2 separate regions of the Gossypium hirsutum genome follow, and region 2 is linked to region 1. Evidence: chromatin contacts called from public Hi-C data. All regions are on one chromosome and are shown on one strand. The core of a region is the stretch at or near the end of the contact, and the rest is flanking DNA. Distances in the headings are between cores, read along the strand shown. Region 1 holds the start of LOC107923959 (protein PAT1 homolog 1). Region 2 has its middle 15 kb from the start of LOC107923437.

Evidence for each region. Hi-C and Micro-C count contacts between places; a contact is called where the count stands out from the background.
Region 2: a contact with region 1 is called in a Hi-C map of callus, with 1.6 times the contacts expected there. The contact joins the enhancer-like site here to the promoter of LOC107923959 in region 1. A contact is called at or near these places in 5 of 34 Hi-C or Micro-C datasets (anther, callus, fibers and 2 more).

What each region holds. Positions count from the first base shown.
Region 1 is chrA11:20,618,776-20,622,939 of Gossypium_hirsutum_v2.1, reverse strand. LOC107923959 (protein PAT1 homolog 1) reads left to right here and starts at 2,622. Exons shown (of 5, transcript XM_041081321.1): 1 at 2,622-3,137; 2 at 3,453-3,604. The coding sequence starts at 3,083.
Region 2 is chrA11:20,652,788-20,657,344 of Gossypium_hirsutum_v2.1, reverse strand. No RefSeq gene overlaps it. Among protein-coding and RNA genes, the nearest start is that of LOC107923437, 15 kb to the right of the region's middle. Within about 2 kb of position 1,639, at least 5 of the 9 cell types and tissues checked have an H3K27ac peak or open chromatin away from gene starts, as enhancers often do. A contact at or near this core is called in fibers, where this site is marked.

The sequences.
Region 1 (4,164 bases), core at 1,373-3,872:
TCAAATTCTCACCAAAGGTAGGAGCCTAGGAGGGTTCAATTAATTCATTGGACCCTCATTTTAACAAATATATCCTTTTCTTTTTTTTTCTTTTACTTCTTTATTCATTTCTATTTAAAAGACTCGTGCATATAATATTCATTTTATAGGTAATATATTTTAAAATATTTATAATTTAGTATAACAAATAATGTAAAATGATTATATAATAAATATTTATAAAAATATTATGATACATATTATTTTATTAAATAGAATTACAAATTCACATATTTTTATAATATCATAAAAATAAAATAATTTACAAGCTTCTATCATATTTTATTTATAATCTAATATCTTTAATAGTCATTATATTTTTACCATTACAATTACATTTGAATCTAAACACATATTTCATTATAAATTTTAATCTTACTACTATCCTATTTAATCTCACCATCACAATTATTATCAACTCACTGGAAACAATTTCATCCTCCGTCTAAAAGAAAACTTGAATCTGTAAAAGATTCATGGTTATAAAAAAAAAAGTAAAAAAATAAAGGAAAGAAGGATAATATCTCATGTTGGAATGCTTAATCCCAAACTTGATTCTTATTAATTGTTGGTGCAAGAAGTAATCAGCTAACATATTAATTAATAATGCTTTAACAGCTAGCATATTTATGAAAGATAAATGGCTTGGGTGGTCTAAAAATGATTTTATTTTTTGTTGTAAGACATGCACTTGACCTCATCTTTTCGTAAATAATTTGGAGAACAAAGCCTTCACAAAATTCTTATTCCAGTTGTTTTACTCATTTTTTTCTTTTCAATGTGTATTAATATTTTTCTCTTTATTTGGTTTTTTATCTTCGTTCACAGGTTGAAATTAGAATTTTTTTTACGGAAGATCGGAATTAAATTGTATATTGTTACGATAGTAAAAATGTAATTTCACCACTTTAATATCTATATATTTATAATTTTTAAAGGATTAAATCAAACTTTTATCATTTTTAGGGGGCCAAAGTGCAATTTTACCTTTACTTATTTAAATTTTATAAATTTTAAAGGGACCTAAATGAAAAATTTTCTATTTTAGGGAGCCCCCTTGTCTACGTCCGGTTCGTTGATAGTTTCTATCAAAATTTGTCATTTAATATGTTTATTTTATGTCAATCATATGCCATGTTATATAAGGATAACCTAATCAAAATTTCAAGTTGATAAAATTTTGGTAGAAAAATATTTACAATTTTAGTAACTAAACTTAAATTTTTAAATAAAAAGATAAAAAGACTTAATATTTAAATTTTTAAGTATAAGGATTAAATTCAAATTCTATCAAAGTATAAGAATTAACAACATATTTTAACCTTCATTAAATTGTCTTTACCAAAGGTGGGTATAATTCACCTTTTCAATAGTGTTTTTGGTCAATATTAATAGTTAAATCTTTTAGCAGCTAATATGATATATAAAATAAATAATGTCATATTAATAAATAATATATATATAGACTATCAAGTGATATTACCTTTGACACTATTAATTTTTCCATCCAATTTTAAATAATTTAACAATAAATAATAGTTTAAGAGTTAAATAAAGCACAAAAAAATAAAAAAAAAGGCTAAAATATTTTTTTAGAGTTTAAGAGCAAAAATATTATTTTGTATTTTTATTTAATGGGTCTAAAAAGTTTTTAGTGAAAAATTTAAAAATTAATTAAATTCTTCAACTTAATTTGCATTCAATTAAACCCTTCAATTAAGTTTTCCGTTAAGAGAAATCAACATGAACTAATTTGATAGTTAGATTAGAATAAAATGGTTAACAAATCCCTATAAGGACAACATGTTTGCAAATATAAAAAATTATAAATATAATAAAAAGTTAGGAAAATGATACTAAATTATAAAAAAATTAAATATATAAAGTCATAAAATATAAAATTACAAATATAAGGTAGACAGTGAAAACAACAGTGGGATTGGAGATGTCAAATAAATAAGACATGTGGAGTGCAATTGCAACTAGTGGTTCACACATTTGAGATGGAAGAAATGGTTGTAATCAGGCAAAAGTGTAAGGTTATCATTACTTTTGTAATTAGCTAAGCACACGACACGATCTTTCTTCGAGAGTGTGTACATCAACTTTGGGTAACTTTTTATGGTTTCCTCATCGAGTCTTGACGGCGACAAAGATTATGGAATCAATTGTGGTGGTGATAAGCAAGAGGATCCCGATGAAAACTTCAAACCCATATCCAAATCGACCTACATTGCTGGAGGCGAGAGACTAACGCACTGCTCATTTTGTGGCTGGCATCGGTAATGGGTTGGCAAAAGAAATGGGTTATTTGGATGGTTTCAAGGTTTAAGAAAGTCAATGAAAATGATGAAATTTTTGAGTGATAATTTATGTTCAGATGCCATGTGTTATCTTTTTAAAGGTTCTGTTAATCACACCAACATAATTTAATGGTTAAAATAGTCGATAATAATTATTGACGAGGGCTTTAATTAAATTTTTTAATTAAATTTAGTTTTTTATTTTTTAGTAAGATTTTTTTGTAAAAATAAATTAGTGCGACTTTATAAAAGTAATAATTTTTGAAAATATGGTGAAGAAGGGTTAGAGAATATATGGGTGGGGAAGAATCTTTACATATGAAATATGCTTTAGTTTTAATATATTAATAAATAAATATTAGTGAATGGAAATGGATCTAAGCTTGTGAATTGTGATGAATGAGCGTCATTTTCTCACCGTGCACATGTGTCTTTCTTCAATCTCGGCGTGCACTCAAAAACATACACACAAATTTAATCAATCCTATCCTCCATTTTTCTTTTTCTCCTTCCTCTTTTTGGTTTAAATCGAAACCCCAGACCCGAAATCAAAACCCCCCCTTTCTCCTCCCTCCCCCTAATCTCTCACCCCCTCCCCTCTCTCTCTCAGAGAGATTTTTCTTCGTTTCCTTCTGTATCTCTAGGGTTTTAATTTCTTCTTCATCTTATCGTTCTGTTTTATCTGCTATATCTAGCTAGGGTTTCTTTTTTCTTTTTTTGTTACGTCGGTTTTTGTAAATATGGATCGATCCGATGGCAAACTTCACAACAACTTCTCCTCCTTATCTTCCTCAGGTTTCTTTCCTCAATTCCTTCTTTTCTTTTTCGATTTTCCCCCGTTACTTAATTAGTTTGATTTTATGATGCGAAAAGATGATGAATTTTGCTTTGAAAGTTCGGATCTTTATTTTTTTCCTTCTTGGGTACCAAACGGGTCTTTACTGTTAACCCCCACTAACTTTATTGTATTCGCTTGATTACGTGTTTATCTTAAACAAAACAAAGGTTTTTTTTTATGTTTCTTGCAGTTGATGGTTATTAAGCTATATTATGCTGGTTGATCGCGTATACGCTACTGTTTAATTGCTGAATTAGTTAGTGGTTTTGCAGATAATGCGCTTTTTGATGCATCCCAGTATGAATTTTTTGGTCAAAATGCTATGGAAGAAGTGGAGTTGGGGGGTCTAGAAGACGATGAACAGGATGCTCCTGTGTTTGCTTCCCCTGAAGATGATGAGTACCATTTGTTTGATAAGGGAGAGGTGAGATTTTGTTCATTCGGTTATCATTGAGCGGCCAACTCTGGTTTCTTTTCTATTGCTTTTCAGCTCCTGCTATTTTTTCATTCCCATGATATCAATTATGACTCTAAACAATAATTTGCATTAGAGTTCTTTATTTGAGCCAAAGTTGTTTCATAACTTAATATGTTTTGAACTTACATTTTGCTCTGTACCTTTTAATCTCAGTTTTACACACTCCACCAGTTAGCAATAAAAAGTTCTATTCTGTGTTCATTTTGGAAATTAGATTTTTATTAAGCAGATTATATCTGTCAAGTTCAAAATTTGAAATTGCTACTTATTTAAGGTAGTCAGACAATAATTGCGTTTCAAGGTTTTCTCATTGGCATGTATTTTAAATTTTGTTGCCCAGGTGAAATGAGTTTTGCATTTGTAAACTAGTTACTTTATCTATCTAATTGAACTCTCTCTTCCTGATATGTGATCATTTAATGGCGTTAACATGCATGGAACATATTACTACAAATATATGCTTGTAAACACACTATGGTTTTCTTGAATTTTTAAATAATGAATTG
Region 2 (4,557 bases), core at 390-2,889, 35 kb before region 1:
CATGGCACGTTAAATCTTCATTTCAAATAAAAATTTTAGGTTAAATTATACAATTGGTCATCATGTTTTTTCATTTTGAGCAATTTAATTTTTTTCTTTCATGATTTTTTAACTCTCCTTTTTTTTTTCCATTTTCTTCTATTCTCCCTTTGTTTTCTTACCATTGCTTATAACCAAAACTCATAAACTCATATCATCTGCTAACTATCAAAACCCTCCACAACCACCTATCATCTTCATGTCATCCACTAACACCTTTACCACTACGATGACCTCATTCACGACTAACCCAACAATATCATCCATTCACCAAATAAACCCATGTTCAAATCAATCAAGAATCCAAGTAAAAAACAATTAATAAGCCCTATAAAATCACAAAGAGCGAAAGATTAGACTTACAACAAAGAAAAAAAGTGTAAAAAAGAGAGAGAAATTGAGAAAAAGAGAGGGATTAGATTCAAGTCAAGGGGTTCGAGGTACTCCGACAACTTTCTTATCGATCCTAACAATCAGGAAGAAGGTATTGGTGAGGAGCAGCACATATCAGAAAATCAAGCCGATCTCATGACAGATGTTGGAGATTCAATCTTGGGTAGTCCAAAAGTTGTGGATTTTTTGAGATGTTTTCGAAAGGAGGTCATGGTAATGGTGAAGGTGTTAGTGGATGAAAGAGAATGGAAAAAAAAGGGTTAAATTAACATAAAAGGAAAAAAAAATTAAATTGCACAAAATAGAAAAAATATAGGGATCAACTATATAATTTAACCTAAAATTTTTGTTTGAAATGATGATTTAACGTGCCATATCAGCTTACCGTTACACCATTGATGGCAATTAACAGTTCAGTGATTAAAATGTTACAACACGATAACACAAATGACTAAAACGTAACATTTCAAACATAAATGAATAAAATGTAATATGAGGTAAACAAAAATGATCATGGGTGTAATTTACCTTTCTTTTAATATCCCAATCTATAGAAAGCCTATTGTTAGCTCCTCCAATCCTACCTATTGTTTTCCCTAGTAATCTTATTTTCACTATTTTGTTTTTTACTCTTTACAATATCCTCTATTTTTTGCAACCCTTGAAATAATCTTTTGATTCTTTCTTTCCAAATCCCAAGCAAATTTCAAAATGAGAGTATTAAGAGACTTTCCTTTTCAATCTTTCAAGTGCCCAATGAAGCTCTTAGAGCCACCCCATAACATAACCTCAGAATCTCCTTCCAGACCACCTTTGAAAAATCACAATCAAAGAAAAGGTGATCTCTGCTTTCTTTCTCCCTACCACAGAATACAGTTTCCATCAATATTCATTCCATATGAAATCAATTTCTCCTTTGTCAGCAGCCTATCCAATATGACCATCCACGAACCCAATCTATCCCATAGCACCTTCTCCTTTCTAATTTCTTTCCAATAACTAGAAACAGTAATCCCAGCATCAATTGGTAACTTTAATGCTGTTATAGCAACGCTTCTCATCTTCAATATTTTCCTCCATGTCCAGCTTCCTCCCTTTGTTCCTTGCAACTGCCGAAAGAAACAATCCTTTATAACATAAGCATAAAGCCACGCAATCCATAAAAACCCTTGCTTTGTTAAAATGGCTTTAATATCCTGGATTCCATGACATTAAATCCTTCAGGCTTAAACCCCCCTCTGATTTTTGGAAGCAAATAGAGTCCCAACTAACTCTACCAACCTCCACAGGTTCATCCTTCCCTTTCGAGAAAAATCGTGAACATAATTGATTAATCCTTTGAATAACAGCATTAAGCAAGATAAGCTGTCTACACCACAAATTCTGTAAACTAAAGATCACATATTGGATGACTTGTGCTTTCCCTGCATAAGATAAATGCTTAGCTTCCCAACTATGTAATCTTGCAGCAATCCTATCAATTAACAGGGTGCAATCTCTCACAGTAAGCCTTCTATGACAAGTGGAACTCCAAGGTATCTAACACGCAGTTTGCCTATTTTTATACTTGTAACTGCTTGAATTCCATCCAACTCATCTTTTGAGATCCCCGAGGAAAAAAATTCACTTTTTGTTGGATTAAGCTGCAAACCAGAGAATTCATAGAACCTGTAAATACACTCCAAATCCCCAAAAAAGAATCAAAATCTACCTTGGAAAAGATTAACAAATCATCTGCTAAGCACAGATGAGCTAATTTTATCCTATGACACTGGATGTTATTGAAAAAGTCCATGAGTAGCTGCAGCATCAAGAAGCTTAGAACGAATGTTCATGGATAGCACAAAAAAATAAGGGGATAGTGGATCCCATTGCCTTAACCCTCTAGCACCTTTAAAGTACCCCACTAGTCCCCCATTTCAAGAAATGGAGAACCTAGGTATAGTGATACAGGTTCTAATCCAATTTAAAGTTTGTTTAGGCATCTCCAATGCAACAAGAACTTCAAGAATAAACTCCCATCTTAAGGAGTCGAATGCTTTCAGTAAACCGATTTTGAGGGCACAACGAGGAGAAAGGGATTACTGTGATTTTGTTGTTCATTAATGATGATCTATTTAAGTTACAGACCTAGTCAATCTCTATGATTAGTTGTTGGAGGTGCCTCTTTAGTTTTTGCCTATCTAAATAATTCTAACTAGCTGCTGCTAATGAAAACCGTCTAAAGATGTATTTGCATATGCAGCTAAGGTAGTGCTAATTTTTTCAGGTACACTTATATTTATAACCATGATTTGAACTTCATTGTTTATAGATCAGTATGTCTTCCAGTCTCTGTATGAATTTTACAACTTAATGAGGTGCGCATACATTTCCATCAATTATCATTTTAAGGAAACCAATAATATAGTTACTCTGTTTCATCTATGTTCTTCTTGTTCTTATGCTGCTTCTTTATGTTTGTACTTTATCAGACAGTAGGTAGATTCAGACAGTAGGTAGATAATATGCAAACTCACATTAACATTGGCTCCTGAGTAGAGTAGCTTTGGGAAATCTTTTGATTTTAGCGTAGTCAATGAATGACACCTTTGGAGCGTATATTAAGCAATCAAACCGTCCAGATTTAAGACTCTAGTTTCTTGAAAAATAAAGCACTTCCTGTTCGTTTCCGATAGACAAATTTGGGCAGCTTCATTATAATTTTGTTACAATGAATAAGATGGTAGATGTTGATGAAGGGTTGTTGGACTGTGTCCGTAATTGAGTAATTGTTTGCTTTAGAGGGGAAGACCTGTCAAGCAGTTTTGTTCTTTGAGAAAGACATGTCATGAGGGGTCTATAAGGTTGTTCAAGCGGTACAGTAACAATGTGAAGCCAATAAGTATAAAAATTGCTCTCTTTAACCACGATAATAAAACAGACATAAAAAAAATTAAAAAAAATGTGGAAGCCCGCTGATGTTAAACACTCGTAAAAATGCTTTGTAATCCGTGACCTACCTCATCGTTGGCATTCGATCCCATTGAGCATCTCATGCCTACATCAAACCAAAAAAAGAAGACCAAGATTTGGGACATTTCAGTCAGAAAAGCTTGCTTGCTGCTGGAACTGGCTTATTCATACAACTTTTGGCTCTTCTTTTCTGGATCTCTGAATTATAGTAACTATATGACTTATAAAATGGCAGAAGGTTAGTTGTTAGCATTTGAAATAGTCATAATATTTTTTTTGCCCTCCAACTTTATAGAAAAAATGAATTTAGCCTTTGTTTAATTTTTCATCTCTTTTAATACTTAAACTTGTGTTTTTGTCAAATCACCCTAAAATAAATGAAAAGTTAAATTCTTTTTTTAACTTTACTGATGTGTCATACACTTGAATTGTCACATAAATGACATGTAAGTATTTAATATTTTTTTAAAAATAATAAAAAATTATAATTTTTTTAATAATTTTAATGATTTTTAATTTTAAAAAAATATTTTTTTTCATTTTTAAAATTTTAAAAAACTATCTAAATGCTTATGTGTAATCATATAACAATGACGTGTATGCAATGCCAATAAAATACAATAAAAATGTTAATTTTTCCATTTATTATGAATAATTTGACATAAAACCTAAATTTAATGACTAAAAAATAAAAAAATAATAAATGGATGGTTAAAATAATTTTTTTACATGAATAATATTTCATACTATCAATACCATTACCCATAAAGATGCTGGAAAGCTTCTTGCACAATTTCTTGGTCAGTATTCATTAGGGAGTTGGGTTGAAAGTTGTCCATTTCTTTCTAATCTTTGCTTACCCATATGTTATTTCCTCCATTAACCTTCGTAATTTCAACGTTAAAAACACATTGTTCAAACTCTGTGGTGACAACCTCGTTGAAAGATATTTCTATAGCCCCACTAGCTCATCAATTGCTGGAGATTCTTGATGCAAAGATTGTATTGCTCAAAAACATCCAAGTTCCAACCCATTTAAATTTGGAGACTGAAAAAATAGCTGTAAATCAAATTCATCTACCATTAATGAAAATCCAAAAAAAAAAAGCGATAAATTGAGGTCAATAAACTTTCTCAGTACACTTTATCTTAAGATCCTTCAAAATCATG